2 separate regions of the Delphinus delphis genome follow, and region 2 is linked to region 1. Evidence: chromatin contacts called from public Hi-C data. All regions are on one chromosome and are shown on one strand. The core of a region is the stretch at or near the end of the contact, and the rest is flanking DNA. Distances in the headings are between cores, read along the strand shown.

Region 1 (3,552 bases), core at 777-3,276:
CCAGCAGAGCTCTGCGCCTCCAGAGGCCTGTACTGTATCAGCATCTTCCCAGCCAGGCTGGGAGGTTCCTGCCCAGCAGAGTCAGCCAGGCTCCCTGCCAGGGTCCACTCTGCAAAGGGGGTGCTGGCCTTGCCCTGCTAGGGGCCCCACCCCCACTGGCCTAGGGAGTGGGGCAGCCTGGGAGCTTCTATTGGCCCCTGGGGCCTTCAGGAGGGAGGCCAGCCTGGTCTAGGCAGTTCAGGGATGGGCTGAGCAGGAAACACATGCGTGTCACCCACACACCCAGGCACTCCTCCTGCATCCCACAGTGCTAGGAACTGGCAGGCTCTGCCTGTCTCTCCTATATACCCAGAGGAAACCTCAGGGCTTCCTCACTCTATTCCCTTCTTAAAACACCCCTGTTGGCCTGTTCCCAGAACAGTTACCATTCTGGTCACCGCACATGCTTTGCCTCATTTGATTCTGCTAATGCCTGTAAGAGCTGGATTATTGACTAAGGAGGAACCTGGGGCTCAGAGAGGTGAAGTGATTCATGCAAGGTCACATAGCAAGGAAGTGGCAGGACCAGGACTCAAACCCAGTTCTGCTGCATGTAAAGCCTACAGGGTACCAGAAGTCCCCTCCTGTCCCTCCTCTCTGCTCCCTACAGCTTCTGGATGCCCTTCTTCCCAAAACTTCCACCCCCTCTGCAAAGTCTCTCCTCCCCCATTCCTAGTCAGAATTAACAATTACCACCTCATAGCTGCTATTAACACCTTGTTTACATGCACCCGACAGCAGCAGGTACACCTTGTTTACATGCACCGGACAGCAGCCAGTATGGGAGTTATTTCTGAGGTGTCTGTCTCTCTGACACTCAGGAGGGACCTGAAAGCAGGGAGTGATCCCAGTAAGTGCTCCTTAGACCTGAGAGTCTGTCACTTCTATCTCCACCCTCCCCCGCCCCCCATGCAAAAGTCCTCTGGCCTCCTCCTGTTGATCGCCTGCCCACGCCAGTCCCCAGGCCTGTAACTGGGGTGAAGTTGGGAGCATGCAGTAACATCAGGGGCTCTGTGCCCGTGCTCTGGCCCCTCCCCGGCCCCACTCTCTTCCCTTCAGTAGCTGAGCAGCTAGGCTGACCTGACACCAGGCAGTTCTCACACGGACTCCCAGCTTCCCTAAGCCCAAGCCCAGGTCAGGCTCTCCCCAAGCCTCCTCCTGGAGAAAATGACTCCAGAAGCAGAGAGGGGTCTGCCTTCAGCCCTAATCCGGGAACTTAAGGGTGTCACATTCAGCCACTCCCTCCCAGAAGAAGCTGTGGGCCTCGGAGTAACCTCCCCCAGTCCCATGGGGTAGTCCTCCCCTCCCGCCTTCTGGGGCAAGCTAGGGCTGAGGTCGATCTGGACAAGTCCCGGCCCTCAATTTGTTGGAGGGGAGAAGTCCTATCCTACCCCCAAAGAGGTGGGGTCTCTCTTTCGGGGTAGGATAGGAAAGTGTAGGCGAGGGCAGAAAACTCTCAGAGAAAGACAGAGGACAGGGACAGGGAGAGACTGGGCCACACAGAGGAGATAAGAGACACAGGGAACCGCGGGCAAGCAGGAACCAGAGCACGACAGAGAGACTCGGCCGACTGGAGACAGAGAGAAGTCTCCTAGACCAAGCCTGGAAGGGAGCGTGTGCGTCCAGGGCGGCGACCGGAGAGCCACCCTGGCGGGCAGAGCCTGCGCCCCAGCTCACGGGTCCCTCAGTCCGGAAACTCAAAGTCAGTTACGTAAGGGCCGGAGGGGCCCTGGGCCCGGGTGCCCCCTCCCGCTGCACGCCGCCAGCCCGCCCGCTCCGCCGGCGCTGCAGCTGGCCCGGCAGGAGCACTCGGGGCCCGACAGGGCGGGGTTGGGGGGAGGGCTGGGCTGCAGCACTCCTTAGAGACACGCCCGCCGGCACCTAACCCGGGACCCCCGACCCAGACAAGCCCGGGACCGGCTGGGATCGCCAGCGCCAAGAGTCCATCTCCGGACGCGAGCTCTCGGACCCGCTTCCCGTCGCCCCTGCCCCTCCCCGCACTCCGAACTTCGAGACGCCCAGGCCCCTCTGGACCCCCAGTTCGGAACTTGGAACCCGGGACCCCTAGAGCCCCCGATCCCGACCCCTAGGACCAGATCTCTCCCCACCCGCGGGACGGCCCGGGCCCTAGGGAGTGGGTCCATCCGTCTCTCACCCCGTCCCTCCCGGGGTCGGCCCCAGGCGGTCCGGGCTCACCTGGGCCGGATGGGGCGGAGACCTGGCTGGGCCGGGCCGGGCCGCGTTCTCGCCCTCCGCCACTCTTGCCCTTTAAGAGGTTCCTGCCACTTTGCCCCGCCGGGGGCCTCCACCTGCACTGACAGGGCAACTCCGGCTTGAGGCCCCGCCCCCGACCCGGGGCGCCTTCTGATTGGTGCAGGCAACTGCCAGTCAGCGGGGCGGCGTGGGGGAAAGAGCCAGGCACTGTGAGCGTCGCAACCGGGAAGGGGCGGGGGCTGCAGGTGCGGCCTGACCGGACGCCTAGCTCTGGGCGGCAGGGTGCTGACCCTTTGGGTCTGGGGAGGGTCGGGCAGAGAGCTGCTGGATTGGCTGGTGTGGTGTCTGACGTCATATGGCGAAAGTATGGTGCAATTTGCCACGTGGTGCTACCCTTAAGGCTGGAAGGGAGATAGGGAGTTTGTCATAAGGGACTTAGGGAAGTGACCCTGGCGAGGACCCCTTGGTGGCCTGTCCCACCTGTGTGACCTCGAGCGAGTCACTTCTCTGAATCTGAATTTCCTCAACTATAAATCTTACAATGTTTTCCTGAGAATTAGCGATATATGTTAAGTGTCAAGGGCAGGTCTGTCACACAGTTGGTGGCGTTCAGTAAATGTGGGTTCTCCCTTCATCCCCATCTTGCCACTCTTCTCAGAGACTTTCCCCCTCCTGATTGTCCATCCCATCAGCGCTGGAAGGGGCTTACATAGTCACTGGTCCAAGTCCCCTCCCCTCTTTACCTCATTTCAGACCTGTTCTCACATACTTCCAATGACAGGAAGCTCACCACCTACCAGTCAGGCCGCCTTCATTTTAAAAACGTCCTGAGACTTCAAAAGCTCTGCCTAAAATGAAGGCCAGCTCTGCCCTTGAGGAGTCCTGCCCACAGAGAACAAACCTAATCCCTCTTCCCTGCTGAGGAATCAAAGAATCATAAAATCATAGGATATTTCAGGTTGGAGAGCCATGGAGAGCTAATCACTTCTGGGGGCAAATGGAGCATACTGAAGCTCACTGAGGACTAGTGACTTCCTATGACTTCAGTGGTCTTCCTATTAGATGGACTCTGGAATCAGACTGCCTTAGTCTCAGAACCCAACACTGCTACTTACAAGCTGTGCTGTTAAATGAAATAATCCATGTAAAGTACAAAGAACAGTGCCAGTCTCAGGGTAAGCATCCAAAAAGTGTCAGCCTTTATTATGATTATTGATGTTAACGTTATATCAAAGTTATAAATTCATGGTTTGCTCCCCCAAATTCACTGAAGCCTCCTCTGAGCCAAGTCTTGTTTTA
Region 2 (3,325 bases), core at 336-2,835, 260 kb before region 1:
AACAAAAAATTTTTTTAACCTCAGAGTGAGGAAGGCCTTTCAAACTACAACACATAATCCAGAATCAAAGAAAAATAAAGGATAAATTTGATCCCATAAACATACAATGTTTTTGCATGACACACTGGGAAAAAATATTTGCAACTCATTTGACAAAGAGCTAATTTTCCTAATACATAGATAGCTCCTATGAATAAGAAAAATGGGCAAAAAATATAAACAGACAAAGGAAAATATGTGTCTTAAACATACGAGGCTCACTCCACTCAACATAACTGCAAGTTAAATTATCCCAAGATACCATTTTTCAGCTATCAGATTGACAACGATCATAAAGTTTCATAACGTGTTGATGAGGAGATGGAAAAACAGGTGCTTGTGGAAAATTAAGCAATATCTATCAGAACTATGTTTGCCCACACCCTTTGACCCAGCTATTCTACTTCTAGGAATAGATCCTACATATATGTATATATACAAAGTTACTCAGTGAAGCTGTTAAAACAAAAGGTTTCAATCTATCTCAACGTCCTTTCCTAGGGCAATGATTAAAGAAATTACTGTGTATAAAATGGCATATTATGAGCCATAAAATAGTCCTGAGGAAGCTCCTTTTGTACTCTAATGGAATGATTTTCAAATTATACTTAGTGCAGAACTGTATGTATAGTACACCACCACCATTTGCTTTTCATGTGTAAAACCTCTGAAAGGACATTTAAGAAACATTATATTGTGCCTCTAGGCCACCAGAGGACAGAGATGGGAAGACGTTTCACTGTATATCATTTAAACCAGTTAATAAATTATCCGTTCAACATATAATTTTCGAAGTAAAAACAGCAAAGAAACAAAACTCCTTTGTGGTTCCAGGTAAACTGGGTTAGTGAGAAGGGAACCAATATTTATTGAGCTCCTACCATGTTCCAGATACTGTTTCAAACCCTTCCACATATACTTTTAGTTACCCTGTAGTCCATTGAGATGGGATAAATTATTCTAATTTTACAAGTTAGAAAAGAGATTTAAAAGAAAATAGGTTAAGTTGGTCCAGTTAATTTAGCCAGTGCCAAGCCTAATCTAGCTCCAAAGTTCCAGCCTTCTCCACTTTCCACACCGCTTCCACTGAAGCAAGTCATCCTATTTTTAAAGTAATATTGGCGTTACTTTATTGGGCACTTAAGATGTGCTGAGGACAGTACGCCTATAATTCTCAAAACAACGCTGGAAGGCTGGAATTACTATCCCCCTTTTACAGAGAAGATAAACGAGGCTCAAAAGGGAGGCGCATAACGACACCAAGGTCAGATACTTAGACGGTTAGAAGCCAGGTTCAATTCCAAATCTACTCTAAAGCCGAAACCACTCCCGGATCAAAGGACAAAAGCAGAAATATTCGAAGAGCTATGGGAGAGCTGCGGACACTTCCGGGGGGAAGGAGGAAAGCCAACGGGCTACGGAAGGCGGCGCAGGCGCTGCGCGCCAAGCTCGCGAGAGAACGTGCCCGGAGACTGAAGGCCCCCGCACCGCCCGCGCCGCCTGTCGATCACCTGGCCCCGCCCCGCGCCGGCGCGCCCCCCGGCAAGCCCCGGCCGGGCGGGAAGCGAACGCGCGCTCCCTTCCGTTACCCTCCTCTTGCGGGAAGGGCGGGGGAGGCTGGAGGCGCGTGCTCGCGAGCTGCGTGCTCGCGTACGTCGCCGGGTTCGGCTGCGTCCGTCCCGCCGCCCGCCCGTTGCCGCCGCCGCCGTCGCCGCGCTTTCGCTTCGCCGGCCGCCGCCTAGGGGGGCTGGGGCCAGGCCAAGCCGCCGCCGCCGAAGCTGTTGCCGGGATGCCACGGGTGTACATCGGCCGCCTGAGCTACCAGGCCCGGGAGCGCGATGTGGAGCGCTTCTTTAAGGGCTACGGGAAGATCCTGGAGGTGGATCTGAAGAACGGGTGAGGAGGACGGAAGAGGGGCCTGCCGGGTGGGGACGGGGCCCCGGCGGTGGCGGGGAGGCCGCGGGGACGGGAGTGGGACGCCTACCCCGCGCGGAGCTGCCGGCCTGCTCCGGCTCCGCCATAGTCGCGGCGCCTCGGGGGCGCGGGTAGGCCCCAGTTCCCACTGCGCCTGCGCGGGTGGGGGTGTTGGAGGGATAATGGGAGCGATGGTGAGGCTCTGAGTGGGACGGGAAGAAGGAAAACCTGAGTGGGATTGGGGCGCTGGGAGGGAGGGCACAGCTCCAGGGCTCCGGGGAGGCCTGGGTTTTTCCTTCCCAGGCGCTGGAGCCGGAGCCTGGTTCATCTTCAGTAGAGACCGACCTTTCCCGCTCTGAGGGCTGCTGGAAACAAACAGATTTCCTTCTCCCTTTTCACGAACTCTTCCCCAGTCTAATGGATCAGATGGTCACAACGCATCTCTCCCGGGGACTGGAGCTCTGAAGGGACGCCCTTTTTAGACTTGCCATGTGCTACACTTTTTTGGGCGGGAGACTCTAGTTTGAGTAGTCTAGGGACGGTTTCGAAAGTATCGGCTTGCGGTGCTGAAAGCCTTCACCGTTCCCTCTACAAGGGTAAATTAAAGTCTTAGCCTGCTATCTTCAAGACTGCGTACAGAGTTTCCATGCTGGGGTTTCCGTTCTCCAACTTGCCAAAAAATTGTTTTGTCGTTGTAGAATTTGTTAGAGAATAGTGGCCCCCGTGACTAGTCAACTAGTTGATGTAGACGGAGACCTACAGTTTAGGAAATTGCTAACTTACTACCCACCCGGGTATGGTCTGTTACTTGTATTCCTAATCTACTTTGGTAGAGCAGGGCCCGCAGGGGCTACAAGTTTCAGGGGAAGCATGAGGAGTCAGCCCTGGAGAAGATATTCTACGGGGAAAACTGTGAGAACCGGGAAATGTTAGGTAGGACTTCAAAGACATGGATATAAAAAAATAAAAGGAGTGGGGGAAGCATTTTAGGGTACTAAACCTTGGCTGTTAGAAGAACTCTTGGCAGTCTTTTTTTTTTTTAAGATCTACTTTGCAACAGGTCTGATACAGCTAGAGTTTACTCCCCAATGTAATACTAGCAACTAACACTTGAGAAGTTATAAAAGATACCTAAGTTGAGCATTTGAGAAAAATTGGAAGCTACAATGTACTCAAACTCTTGGCTGAGTTTAAAATTTTAACAAGTCATTTCAAATTGATTGTTAGGAAGATCACCTTCTTACTAAGGAAAATGTCCTCCATCAAGTGTTTATTATGAATGCTGATTTCTTTTAGAGTAGAAGGTTTAGGAAGTTACTCATTTTGTTCAATAGAGCTTTCAGTTCTTAAACATACTAGATAAAGTGGGCAG

What was found. A called contact is a pair of places that touch in the nucleus more often than the background predicts.
Region 2: a Hi-C map of lung shows a contact between it and region 1, with 2.7 times the contacts expected there. The contact joins the promoter of SRSF4 here to the promoter of EPB41 in region 1. A contact is called at or near these places in 3 of 3 Hi-C or Micro-C datasets (lung and muscle).

The regions. Positions count from the first base shown.
Region 1 is chr1:22,363,428-22,366,979 of mDelDel1.2, reverse strand. It overlaps EPB41 (erythrocyte membrane protein band 4.1), which reads right to left and starts at 2,026. Exons shown (of 19, transcript XM_069540881.1): 1 at 1-2,026.
Region 2 is chr1:22,623,246-22,626,570 of mDelDel1.2, reverse strand. It overlaps SRSF4 (serine and arginine rich splicing factor 4), which reads left to right and starts at 1,585. Exons shown (of 6, transcript XM_060017656.1): 1 at 1,585-1,935. The coding sequence starts at 1,829. It overlaps MECR (mitochondrial trans-2-enoyl-CoA reductase), which reads left to right. Exons shown (of 10, transcript XM_060017668.1): 10 at 1-786.